Linked DNA regions of Zea mays: all the other regions are linked to region 1. Evidence: chromatin contacts called from public Hi-C data. All regions are on one chromosome and are shown on one strand. The core of a region is the stretch at or near the end of the contact, and the rest is flanking DNA. Distances in the headings are between cores, read along the strand shown. Region 1 holds the start of LOC100381865. Region 2 holds the start of LOC103650436 (stromal 70 kDa heat shock-related protein, chloroplastic-like). Region 3 has its middle 49 kb from the start of LOC103650435.

The links. Hi-C and Micro-C count contacts between places; a contact is called where the count stands out from the background.
Region 2: a contact with region 1 is called in a Hi-C map of tassel, with 4 times the contacts expected there. The contact joins the promoter of LOC103650436 here to the promoter of LOC100381865 in region 1. A contact is called at or near these places in 2 of 25 Hi-C or Micro-C datasets (ear and tassel).
Region 3: a contact with region 1 is called in a Hi-C map of ear, with 2.2 times the contacts expected there. The contact joins the enhancer-like site here to the promoter of LOC100381865 in region 1. A contact is called at or near these places in 2 of 25 Hi-C or Micro-C datasets (ear and tassel).

The regions. Positions count from the first base shown.
Region 1 is chr3:99,728,238-99,732,434 of Zm-B73-REFERENCE-NAM-5.0, forward strand. LOC100381865 reads right to left here and starts at 2,398. Exons shown (of 1, transcript NM_001174651.1): 1 at 837-2,398. The coding sequence starts at 2,211. The coding sequence ends at 1,624.
Region 2 is chr3:99,947,270-99,951,466 of Zm-B73-REFERENCE-NAM-5.0, forward strand. It overlaps LOC103650436 (stromal 70 kDa heat shock-related protein, chloroplastic-like), which reads left to right and starts at 2,067. Exons shown (of 8, transcript NM_001367263.1): 1 at 2,067-2,757; 2 at 3,665-3,917. The coding sequence starts at 2,209.
Region 3 is chr3:99,544,680-99,548,876 of Zm-B73-REFERENCE-NAM-5.0, forward strand. No RefSeq gene overlaps it. Among protein-coding and RNA genes, the nearest start is that of LOC103650435, 49 kb to the left of the region's middle. Within about 2 kb of position 1,817, at least 17 of the 20 cell types and tissues checked have an H3K27ac peak or open chromatin away from gene starts, as enhancers often do. A contact at or near this core is called in ear and tassel, where this site is marked.

The DNA.
Region 1 (4,197 bases), core at 1,148-3,647:
GCGACGTCCACTTGACGATCATCCTTTGTTTTGATACTTGTTTCGTCTGTCCATCTTCAGGTCCGTCCATCAGCATCATCCTATGGATTAGCCCACGCTTGGGTCGACTTGGCTCGTCTTCCGCACCACGCGATTATTTATCGTACCTCATGAGATGCATGATGCACATGTATGAGCACGAGTATAACGAGTATAAGATAGATAATCTACACTAAAAAGGATGAAACACTTAAAACCAAGCATTAAGCATCATGGATATCACAGCAGGGCATCGACTCCATACAATTAGACGAAACCCGCCATATGTTATACTTTGACTAGACACTAGAAACACAAACACAAGACCTACTTTCTGTAACGTTACTTCGACCACTCCCTAGATACGAAGCACCGATTTAATTCTTCTCGCTACTAATTCTCCTCACTCTACAACAAAGAACCAATTTAAACCTAATCGACATACGCATCCACCACAACATTCCCTTGTATGATTTATATTTCAATCTTAAGCTTCACGCGACACAACTACTTCACCATCGCGAACACAATCATACCATATATATATATCTACCAATATTCTTTTTACTGAAAGTAGTAATTCAAATTCTTGTTCCTATATCAAACACATTTTTTATCGTAAATACATACATATCTTTATAAGTGATTAAAATATTTCATCATCACGCATGCCTGCTAAAATTCTACTTGGTCCACCAATGCGGCTAATTGACTAGAATAGCGAAATAACTCGCCATAACTAAATCTGGCTCAATAATCGCGAGAACCACGAAGTCGACGAGAGTTCTGGGACTCATGTAATTTATCGAGCACCAAGTGAGCATCACAATAGCACATTAATTTATTTCATCCATCGACTCAATCAATTAAAGAAATAGCGAACTAGAGAATGGTTACCGATTTAATTAAAATTCCAAGCAAACGTTGCTGATTCTCGCTCAGGTCTTTTGTCGAGCACTTGGTAAATATCACGCGGCTAGCTTCGTCTTCACCCAACGCTTAGGATTTCTGGACGACACACGGAACGACGACGAGATCGAGTCTAGAGCGAGCTAGCGAGGTGGGGTTGAGCAGGTTAGCGCGAGCTCAGGCGACGATGAAGTCACGAGCAAGGGAGGACGGGTTCAACAGCTCGACGACAAACGCGAGAACGTGTGAAGCCCGATGACAACGGAGATCGAGCTCGTGATAGGAAGCGATGACGACGCGGCACGACAAGCTGAAATATGGACGCGTCAACATGAGGCTGGATTCGGAGAGCAGCGACACGGAGAGCAAAGCAAGGTTGCAGCCGGGCGGGATCAGACACAAACAGAGCAAAGCGAGGTTGCAGCCGGGCGGGCTCGGACACAAACACAAGTAGCAGCAGACTGAGAGGAGTAGGGACGGCGTGGGCCAACCACTGGACAATCGTGGCAGCGAGGGACTCGCCATGGCTAAGGAAGATGCTGCGCAGGGAGCATGACATGGGCAGCAGCTAAATCGATGGCGAGGTCGCGAAGGTGGGGATCCAGTCGAGCTCACGCGGACAAGGGTGGTGCTCGGGTTGTGCTCGGAGCTCGACGACTAGGGAAGAGCTGGATGAAGCACATCGCCACTGCTGTGCTATGGGCAGGGGCAAGAACGCAGGTGCGACAAGGTAACTGGAAGTCTGGAAGGGGCGAACTCCGTGGCGGTGCTCAGGTCGAGGTGGAGGCGACGACCACCAAAGCTGGGCGAGCTTGGAGCTGAGCACGAGGACAACCGGCGCTGCACTTGAAGAGAAACTACTGCGCTGATGGCGAACAGGAGGCCGGAAGGGGCGCTGAGCTCACGCGCAGGAGGAACAGAACGCGCGCGTGGGGATGCTCCAGAGCTGAAGCAGGGGCATGACTGCGCGCAAGCGAACAGAGGGAGGGGCGACCAGTGCGCAGGAGAGTTGGGCGCCGAGCTCGCGCGCGACGCAGGGAGGAGCTCGAACAGACAGCCATGGGAAGGACGCGCACGGGCAGGAGAGACGAGCTGAGGGAGGAGAAGCCGAGGGGGCTGCGCAGCGGCCAGGCGAGCTGGGGCAAACAGGGAGCGGGGCGCTGGAATCCGAGCCAGGGGCGAGCTCCATGGCCAGGCAGAGATGGAGCGCGTAGGGACTCCAGGTGACGGCGCTCTGAACAGAGGGAAGACGGGCGGAGGGGGCTCGGCGGCTGTCCACGCCATGGTCGAGTAGAGAACGCCGGCACGGAGGAGCGCGCGGCATGGGCGAGCTCCAGGGAGCAGGCACGCTGAGGACCGGGACCAGGGTGAGGGAGGAGCTTGGCGCAGTGGAGCAGGGCCGGTCGGCCGAGAGGAGCAGGCGGATGCCAGGGCGCGGGCGATGGAAGCTCGGGGAACAAGAAGACGCGAGGGAGAGAGAAGCAGAGAAGGCAGTCGCGCGCGCGTGAGAGAGCTTCAGAGAAGAACAACAGCGAGAGGACATAAGGTGACGGCTCCTGCGCAGCGAGAAAAATCAGAGGAAGAGAGGGCGGCAGAGATTTTTTTGCGCGAGAGAGGATGAGGACGTCGGCTGAATAAAAAAATCAGAGAGAACAGTGGAAGGATGAGGATAGCTGCTCCAAAAAAATCTGAGCGACTGCACGTAACTGAACAGAGAGGAGATGAGTGCATCGGCTGAATGGCTAAGGGAAAATACCTAGAGCTGAGCGCTTGCAGCAAGGGGGAAAATGATTTTCTTCCTTTTATTAGCATAGATAAATATGTATTCTAGGAGTAGGGTTTAAAAGAGACATAAATGAGTTGGATCAAAATAATACCGGATACAAAAATTTAGATATAATCTGATTTGGTGATTACTCTCGAAATCCCATGAATTTTTACCAGTTAGTTATATCCGAAGATTTGGATCCGGACGAGAAACGACCGACCGAAATAAACTGGTTTCGGTGTCGATAATTTGCTCTGCGATTTGACTGAAATTAGCCGGAACCATATCTACGAATGTATACGTGATTTCATCGCCAAAACAGCGTGCTGAAGGATAAATTGGATCATAACCTCGCACACGATTTTTCTCGGACATTGCGCGATTCAGATTATTTTGCCCCGAACATTTTAGTCGTCGAGTTCAGATTAATTTGCCTGGGATAAAAATCATCCGAATGGGTCGGGCTTCCGAATCCGTATTCTCTGTATACTTTTATACGGACACACGACTCGACATATCGCAAAATAAACGCGCTATATCGATGCTGCATTGAGAATGCGATCCATTCAGCAAGCGACGACACGCATCGTTTACGTGGATGAGTGTTAGTGCGTCGTCCAGACACGGATTTTGCACTAAAAACTTTAGTTGTCGAGTTCGGCTTCGGTATTCAAGACTGTATTTAGTCCCGTCTAATTTTACGATTCTCACCAGCTGTCGATCATTCGCTTTAACGTCAAGGATCACATGCTGAGAGAAACAATTCAATTAATGTGTTGGCGCATTACTCTTTTTGGACGGCGCGGGGCTCCAAATTTTACGTAAAATCAGAAGTTTTCTGATTCTCGCATTCACTTACGCGCGTGATCCGAACAGTTCAAAATTTGCCAGCGACGAAGATTCGATAACAAAAATTTCTTGAACCTAATTTTAATGGCTTAGGTTACGGAAATAAATACGACACCAAACTCGAACTTTTACGAGATGATTAAAATTTAGCATATGTTTTATCCACTGATTTTACGTGTTTAATTCCATACTCGTTGTCAAGCAGAATATAAACACCAGGGGTGTTACAGCCCTTCCGCCTTAAAAGAATCTCTACCTAAGAATCGGAGCGAAAGACTCTTAAGAGTAGAGAAGCATGTAACCCATGTCCATATCAGCGATAACCATAAAACAGCTCCAAGCAAAGGCGAGTGTCTCAGGATGGGGTTTCTCTAGTGGACATAATATGTAATTTAGAAATGTCCACCAATAGAGACTATGTCTGCCAGAAGAACACATAAGGTTCCATGTGTGCAGTTTGCTTTTTCTGATGACACTGTACTATCTGAGTCTGTTGAGCGAGTGGAAAATACGCGATCTTACCCAAACAGAACCAGATGCAACCTCTTGGGTAAAACACACAGAAAGAGGTTTACCAACAAGTGGTCACAGTGAGTTCGTAGCACATGAGACGGATGTGGATGTCGAATACTGTCGCGGTTAACATGTGGTTA
Region 2 (4,197 bases), core at 817-3,316, 220 kb after region 1:
GATGCGTAGGTTCGTGGAATCGCTGGGTTATGGCAGCCCGATGCGTGTTGAGCGTAGGAGTTTGAAGGCGGCAAACGAGAAGAGAGCACAAGAGGCAAGGGAAATGGAGGCGACTAGAGCCAAGAAATAGATGTTGGGGAATCTTACTGATCATCTGAGTGCAAGTGAGTGCGAAAAAGGCGTGTTGGTTTTGCTTGTACATTGTATTTATCTTGTCTATGATAACTTATTTGTCTCAATATATTTGCAGAGATTGGATGCGCCAGGAACTATATCGCAGACATCACCATTACCTTCTTCATTCCATCAAAACTAAGATTCCCATAAACATTTTTCTCCACATTTCCTCCATGGTATAATGTTATTAGGACGTTCATCTATTGCAAAAACGAATTCATAACTCAATAACCATTAAATATGGTACCTGACTTACACTATCAACTAATGCCTAACTAATTACTAATCTCATCTACTAATATACTAATTCCTAAATACTTAATAAGTAATAATCAAGTAATAACTACATACTAACTAATAACTATATACTAACTAATAACTAACCACAAAAACGAATTCATAACTCAATAACCATTAAATATGGTACCTGACTTACACTATCAACTAATGCCTAACTAATTACTAATCTCATCTACTAATATACTAATTCCTAAATACTTAATAAGTAATAATCAAGTAATAACTACATACTAACTAATAACTATATACTAACTAATAACTAACCACATCAAACAGAGTAATATAATTAAAGAATACTGTGCGAAAATAGGGTATACCTGAGGTTCCAGTGGAGACAAGCTACCGATGGCGGAGGTGGAGCCTGATGGTCTCGTATCTACAAAAAAACATATTACTCCAAGTAATAAATCCGGCATCACCTTCCCTATACAATGAGGTTTCTGAAACCTGCAGAGAAACGAACAACACGATGGCTGACATGCACACTCTACAATTGAGATAACAACACTATGACAGACATATACAAGAACATTCACTAAATATACTCACAAGTAATAGCTAACTATATACTAACAACTAAATAGCTAGCTAACTACATATACTAACAAGTAAATAGGTAACTAACTATACATTAAACCAAGTGAACATGTGCTAACTAATACTAAATTACTAAATACTAACTAACTACAAACTAAAGAAATATATAGTAACTAAATGCTAACTAAATACTGCAAACTAAAGAAATACTAACTAACTACAAACTAAAGATATACTAAATGCTAACTAAATACTAAAATACTAAACACTAAATACTAACTAACCACTAAACTAAGTAAATACTAACTAATTACTAAACCCTAAACACTAAAGAAATACTAACTAATTACTAAACTACCGATGCAGGAGGTGGCGGTCCGGAGTGGTGTGCTTACCGGCGATGGCGGTGCATGGGAGGCGACGACTGTCCGGCGAGCAGGCCTAGCGGGGCACGGGAGGAGCAGGCCAGGCGGTGGCGGTCCGGCGAGGGAGCACCTCGTTGGCGCGGGCGGCGCGAGGGCGGCACAACGACATTGTGGCGCGGGCGGCAGGCCGGCGTGGAGCGGGGCTCGAGTGACGACGGGGGGAGCAGCGGGCTTGGGCGGCGGCGGGGCTCCATCGGTTCAGTGAGAGAGGTTAGGGAGATAATGGAGAAAGAGAAACTGCCCCGGCGTTTAAATACTAGCTCGACGTCAAGATCTGTGGCGCCGAGATAGCTGCCACGTCGGCTCCACGAAAACATCGCATCAGCCCTCACTAGTCAATGAGTCACGTATCTTAGCGCTATAGACTGTGGCGCTGATCAGTATTATCTCGGCGCTATAGACTACGGCGCCGAGCAAATTAAAAAAAAATTAAGACGTCAGGATCTAAACATGATTATTTTTTTTTGGAAAAATGGCTAAAATGCAAAAGAAATTTGGACTAAGTGCAAACGGCAAACCCCAGTTGTTCAAAACCTCACGCTGTCTCCACGGCCTCCGCCGTCGCGACCCGCAGTGCATGCCAACTTCCTAGCGGCAGGCCCCACACGTCAGCGTCTAGCCAGTATAAACTTTCCTCCCTCCGTCCCTCCTCCTTCCCCGTCTTATCCCCTCGCCCCTCCTCCCCTCCGCCGCTCCCCCCAGTCCCCACCTCACCTCGTCAACCCCCTCCTTGGATAGGGTTAGAGTTCCCCCGGCACGAGCGCGAGCCATGGCCTCCTTCACCTGCTCCCAGGTCGGCGCTGCGGCAGCGGGCGGAGCCTCGCCCTTCCTCGGCTACCGGCGGCGGAGCGGCCCCGGGGGCGCCATTCCGTCGAGCTCCCTCTTCGTGGGCCGGCGGTTGGCGGCGGTGCAGATGCGCGCGCCCTCTCGCGGGGTCCGCGGGGGCTCCGCGCTGCGGGTCACGTGCGAGAAGGTGGTGGGGATCGACCTGGGCACCACCAACTCCGCGGTCGCCGCCATGGAGGGCGGCAAGCCGACCGTCGTCACCAACGCTGAGGGTGCGCGCACGACTCCCTCCGTAGTGGCGTACACCAAGACAGGGGAGCGCCTGGTGGGGCAGATCGCTAAGCGCCAGGCGGTCGTGAACCCCGAGAACACCTTCTTCTCTGTCAAGCGCTTCATCGGCCGCAAGATGTCTGAGGTCGACGACGAGGCCAAGCAGGTCTCGTACGGCGTTGTCAAAGACGACAACGGCAACGTCAAACTCGACTGCCCCGCTATTGGCAAACAGTTTGCTGCCGAGGAGATCTCTGCGCAGGTAACTTGTTATGTTAGATAGGTTTTCTACTCTCAGCTGGTGGATATGCATTTTACTTTTACTGTATTTTTTTCATGGGACGACTTGTACAGAAATTAGAGTTCTGAGGATATGGGTAAATGCTACTCTTGTTGTCATTCAATTGCAGTTTTACTAGAGAATAGCTCCTGGACCTGGCAAATCATTTGTTAAGGTACACCAGATCCAGATGGATGCTTTTTGTAATGCAAGTGGTTACATTGCGTTTGAGGTAAAAGGTGTATTTTGCCACATAAACACTGAGTGAATTTAAAGTAAGTTGTTTTTGTGTTACTAGGCACCCAGTCTGTGTTAGAATATTTGGTAATGCTATACTGTTCTGATTCTTTGGAGAGTTAGTGCCAGTTTTGAATGCATGGATTTTTTCCCCAGAAGGCTGCATATGTAAAATTCTGGGTGCACCAAACTGGGTTTATGTATTTTGATTTCAGCTTGAAAACAAATGGCATTGTGATATGATTTCTATCAACATTGTGGTTTGCTTGAAATTTCTTTGCTTCAGTTACGCAGTTGGTCATTTGTGTTCTTATGTACTTATGACCTGGGGGAGTGAGTTTTTGAATGTATAAGAATATGGCACACTATCATCTGTATAGAACTACTTTTGAGTTGCTACTAGCTACCAGTCCAGTAGATGTGCTATACTTATCATTTTACTTTTGTAGTAAGTTGTACATTGGGAATTAGCTGGAGCCAAGGGCCTCTCCTTCTTCCCAAAGTCCAGGAGAGGCCCTTGGAGTCCAGTAGATGTGCTATTTTAGACCTTATTATCTTCTTCTTAATATATTTAAGGCGCAGTTCCCCTGCGCTTTCGATAAAAAAAAAGTAAGTTGTACATTTGACTTATCTTGGTTTATTATCCGAACAGGTTTTGAGGAAGTTGGTGGATGATGCATCTAAGTTTCTTAATGAGAAAATTACAAAAGCAGTGGTTACAGTACCAGCATACTTCAATGATTCACAAAGGACAGCAACTAAAGATGCTGGCCGCATTGCAGGACTGGAAGTTCTCCGTATTATAAATGAACCAACTGCTGCATCATTGGCCTATGGGTTCGAGAAGAAAAATAATGAAACAATTCTAGTGTTTGATTTGGGAGGTGGTACCTTTGATGTCTCTGGTAAGCAAGTGTTCCACCTAATTCTTTCTTTGTTTATTATTGCTTTACTTCTGAATCATACGGATAATAATCATCTCATATCATTGAGATAAACCTTTTGCTTTCAATTGGTTCAGAACTATGTGCTGAATATTTATTCAGCTGTATGAATTGCTCAACATTTGTTTCATTTTGCCCTGATTGACTTGTGAGGTCTCAAATGGGTTTTCAGTAATATTAGTGCAACTCTTACTCTGTTTTTGCTCAGTTTGAGCTATAACGTGTCAAATGATGTCCCAGG
Region 3 (4,197 bases), core at 567-3,066, 180 kb before region 1:
CGCGCCGAGGCCGACATAGGCTCCGGTGAGGGGTGTGGGACACCTAGGGCTGAAAAGCAAGCACGCGGTGGGGCTGAATCGGCCAGACGCTGTGCGGTTGCGGCGAATCGGCGGCAAAGCTCCGACGAGCTCTAATTCACCGCAGAGGTAAAGGAATCGGGGCAAAAAAAAGGTGTGGGGACAGTTCCTTACCTCAGGATAGCGCTCGAGCAGGGCTTGGCGCGACGTTCGGAGCTCCGGGCAGACGACGCGGCGGGTGCGGATCACCGGCGAGTTCGGGTGGCGGCGACTACACACGAGAGAGGCTGGGCGAGAGTGAAATGAGGCAAGGGAGAGAGAGCGGGTGCGGGTGGGGCTCAAAAGGGAGCTGGGGAATTGTAATACCCACTTTGTAAGAAAAATCTAAAAGGAGAAATTAAATTCATATATATATATATGTGTGTGTGTTATCTCTACTTATCATTTCATGTGGACACCTCACTTACACAAATAAATAATTAACAAAAGACACTCAAATAAATCATGCATCATGCTGGGTTTTGTATTTTGTGAGCATATTGTGTCAATATAAAATAATAATGTGACAAGGAATATATTAAAAAGTCCAAAGTGGAATCTAAAACCTAAAAGAGATTCTAGAATTTAGAAAAGAGAAGCAAACAAATATTATGTGATATAAAAATATAAATAATATATATATATATATCTCCAAATTGAAACTTGTCATGACACAATATAATCTAAGGATAAATTTGTCACAAGTTTGAATTTAAACTAGAATTTAAATTTGAATTTGGAAAAGAAGGAAAGGAAAAGGAAAATATTAAAAGAAAAACAGAACTGGGCACAGTTGGGCCTAAGCAACCAAATCTGGCCCACTTCCGTTCTTCCCTTGCGCGACCCAAGTTTCTGCCCCTCCCCGCGCGCACGGTCACCTCCCCGTGGGCCCGGTCTGGCAGCCCGTTGCGCAGTCACACTCCCTCGCCCCTTTGTCTCTGCTACGAGGGCCCCATCGTCAGTCGCTCTGTAGCTCTTCCCCGACGACCGAGCTGTTGCAACTACCTCGCGCGATGCGGCTGGGAAAGGAGCTGCGGCCGGACCTTCGCTACACCACGGACTCGTCCGCACCCTGAGATAAATTCGTGGACACTAGGGTTTTTGCCTCACAACGCCTAGACCAATCACCTCAAGTCGCCGCCATTAGCTACTCCATCGCGGGCGGAATTCACGTCAACCACCTACGACGACCTTCACGGGTGTAGCCGGATTGACATCGCTGGGACCTCACTTGTGAACCGGGGGGCGTCTTCGGTGCGCCAGGAAGCAAACCAAGGCCGCTGCTCGCACGAATTGGGTTGCGGCGCTCGGGAATTCCTCGTCGACGCCACGGAATCCCGACCTCCACTCATCCACCGGGGCCGGAGAACCTCTGCTGCGCAGTTAGGTATGAGAAACCCCGTTAATTTCCTCAGTTTGTCGGTCGCGTAGCACCCAATTAGCCATGGCTCGTGTGTCGATTCGGGGTAGCGGGTGTTGCTGGAGCGGCACACTGTGGACCGGGTTCTACGATGGATGGTGGCAGCAATCGAGGGGTGAATCAGGCTTGGGGGATCGTCAATTTCGCGAGGGTCGTGCGAATTGGGGTATGGCGCTCGGGAGGACCGGATTTCGCGAGCTCCAGTGAACCCGCCGCCGTGCGGTGGCCTGCTCGCCGTGAACCAGTGCCAGGGGAAGGAGAGTGACAGTGTGCCGTGTGATATGCATCGTGCAGTTGTGATTGAATCCAGAGAACGAAGGGTCTGGCCCGTAGGATTAGAATCGTACGGTTAAAATGAGGGTATGGGGACTTCATTAGATCTCCATCGTAGATAGGAAATCGGGCGGTTCTAGCGTGTTGCCGCTATTTGTAACTAGATTCCAATCCGCACCATTGAGATTTGATCTGACGGGCGATATCGCGTACCGGTTCGCAAGAGTAATAATTTAATCTAGCGCGCCCGTGTCTAATCCAACGGTCGTGATCGCTGCGCACCCTTTCGTGGCGCATTTTGCTTAAAGAGCCCCTCTGGAATTAGGAGATGAACCCGCGGTCCACTGCGGGGTTGGACTGAGTCTCGGGTGTATTTGTAGAATAACCCCTGTGCTTCTCAAATTTTGGTGCGCAGCCTAGATAGATATTATAACAGAGAAATTGATTTAGAAATGGAATTTTAGTGTAAAAATAAAAGGCTAGAACTTGTTTATTCCATAGAAAATTCATATGAACTCCAAATTAACCCATTCCAGTTTCTAAAATTTTGTAATATTATTTTCTATCACTTAGAATATCTGTTTTGACATGAAAACAGTAATAAAATTAATTTCCCACTTAATCCTATTTTAAGCACATAAAACCTTTGAAAATTCATATCTTAAAATCTATAACTCCAAAATTTATGATTCCTATTCCTAGGGTTTTATTTTAATGTGTAGATTATTATTATGTATTTTGTTTACATGTTTGGTGTGTTGTTAATGTTCTCTATATACTGTGCTTGTTTGTATTGCGGTGAGTAAAAGAGCCTGTGACTGAGGATTCTAGTGCCCAGCAGATAGAAGTTGCTGAGCAGGAGCTCATTGAAGGCAAGTTGTGCCCTTGACCACTTTTATTACCCAATAATGTTCTTTATTATCACTATTCAATGCATAGGTTTAATTTTGATGGGACCCAATAGGTCACTCTAGTCTGTTTATCCATTTTACCTTGTTTACCCGTGAATCACTTGGGTAGTTATGCTATTGCTTTACATGGTTTTGGGTTAATATTTCATTATATCCATGTTCCAATTCTTTTGTTATTCTATTTATGTTCATGTCAAGATCATTAATGTTAATTGGAACATGGAGCTTAACTTGAGAAACACGTGCCACCACAAGGGTGGAATGGGACGCCCTTGGCTGACTAATTAGGAAAGCTAGTGGAAGACTACCTTACCCGAAAGGGACAAGGGCAGTAGGGGAGTTGCATGCAAGGAGGTTCTCAGGTTGATTTTGCTGCGATGGCGTTCAGACGGGGGATTCTTGCAAGTGCTCTTCCCATAACTGTAGCGGGTTTTCGGAAGCTACTGGAACTTTATAAAGGCCTCGTAGTATTGCCCTGCCTCGCTTCCTTGGTAGAGGTGTATGGGAGTCGCGATCCCTTGGCAGATGGGTAACATGACTTGTGGGTATAGGGTACAACCTCTGCAGAGTGTAAAACTGGTATACTAGCCGAGCTCACGGTCATGAGCAGTTCAGGACTCTCGCATGATTAATTTATAGAACTAAAATTCAATTTGTAATTTGCATTGCATGGGATTATTTATTAATTTTGTTTTATTACTTTTATTAAGGTTTGGTATTTACTTACATTTAGTAATTGCTAATAAAATTTTGACCAACTTATTAAAAGCAATGCTCAGCTTTAACCTCTAATGATGATTAGCCTTACACATCACATGAATTCCCGCCTGTGGTGAGTTCATGCACACTAGTTTCCCCACAACTTGTTGAGCTATGATCATGTGTGAGCTCACCCTTGCTGTCTCACACCCCCCACAGGAGAAGAACAGGTGGTTCAGGAGGAGCCACACAACGAGGAGTTTGATCTGATCTAGGTGGCATTTCCCAGTTGACTTATTTGGCACCAAGGATGATCCTTAGTTCGTTTTATATTTATGTTTTATTTTGTAATAAGACTTCCGCTATGTAATAAATACTCTGATGTTATTGTGACATTTATCTCTATACACTCTGTTATTATATATGTTGTCTTCTTTGGCGCATGTATGAGATGCACCCGACTTTGTCCCTTAAAGCCTGGGTGTGACAGGAATGTGGGGCGTGACGTGGCCAGCTTTCTCGGCGTGCGTGCGTGCCAGGGTCAGCGGCGGTTGCGGGGAGGACGGAGCTGACAGGGCGGGTCCACGGTGCAGCAACTCAAGAGCGAGGGGGCGAACGGGTAACAACGCTGACGGGGTGGGCCCACAGCGCAGATAGAGCAGGGGCACGCACGTGAAGGGAGCGGCGCCGACAGACCGGCCCCACCGGTTAGAGGGAGAGAGGGGCACGCAAAGCTGGGCCTATGGGCCAAAAGGCCAAGCGGGGGCACGTTACGGGCTACTTTGGCTTTTCTTTTTTATTTAGAATTTCTAATCCCTTTTTATTTTCTCTTTTGAA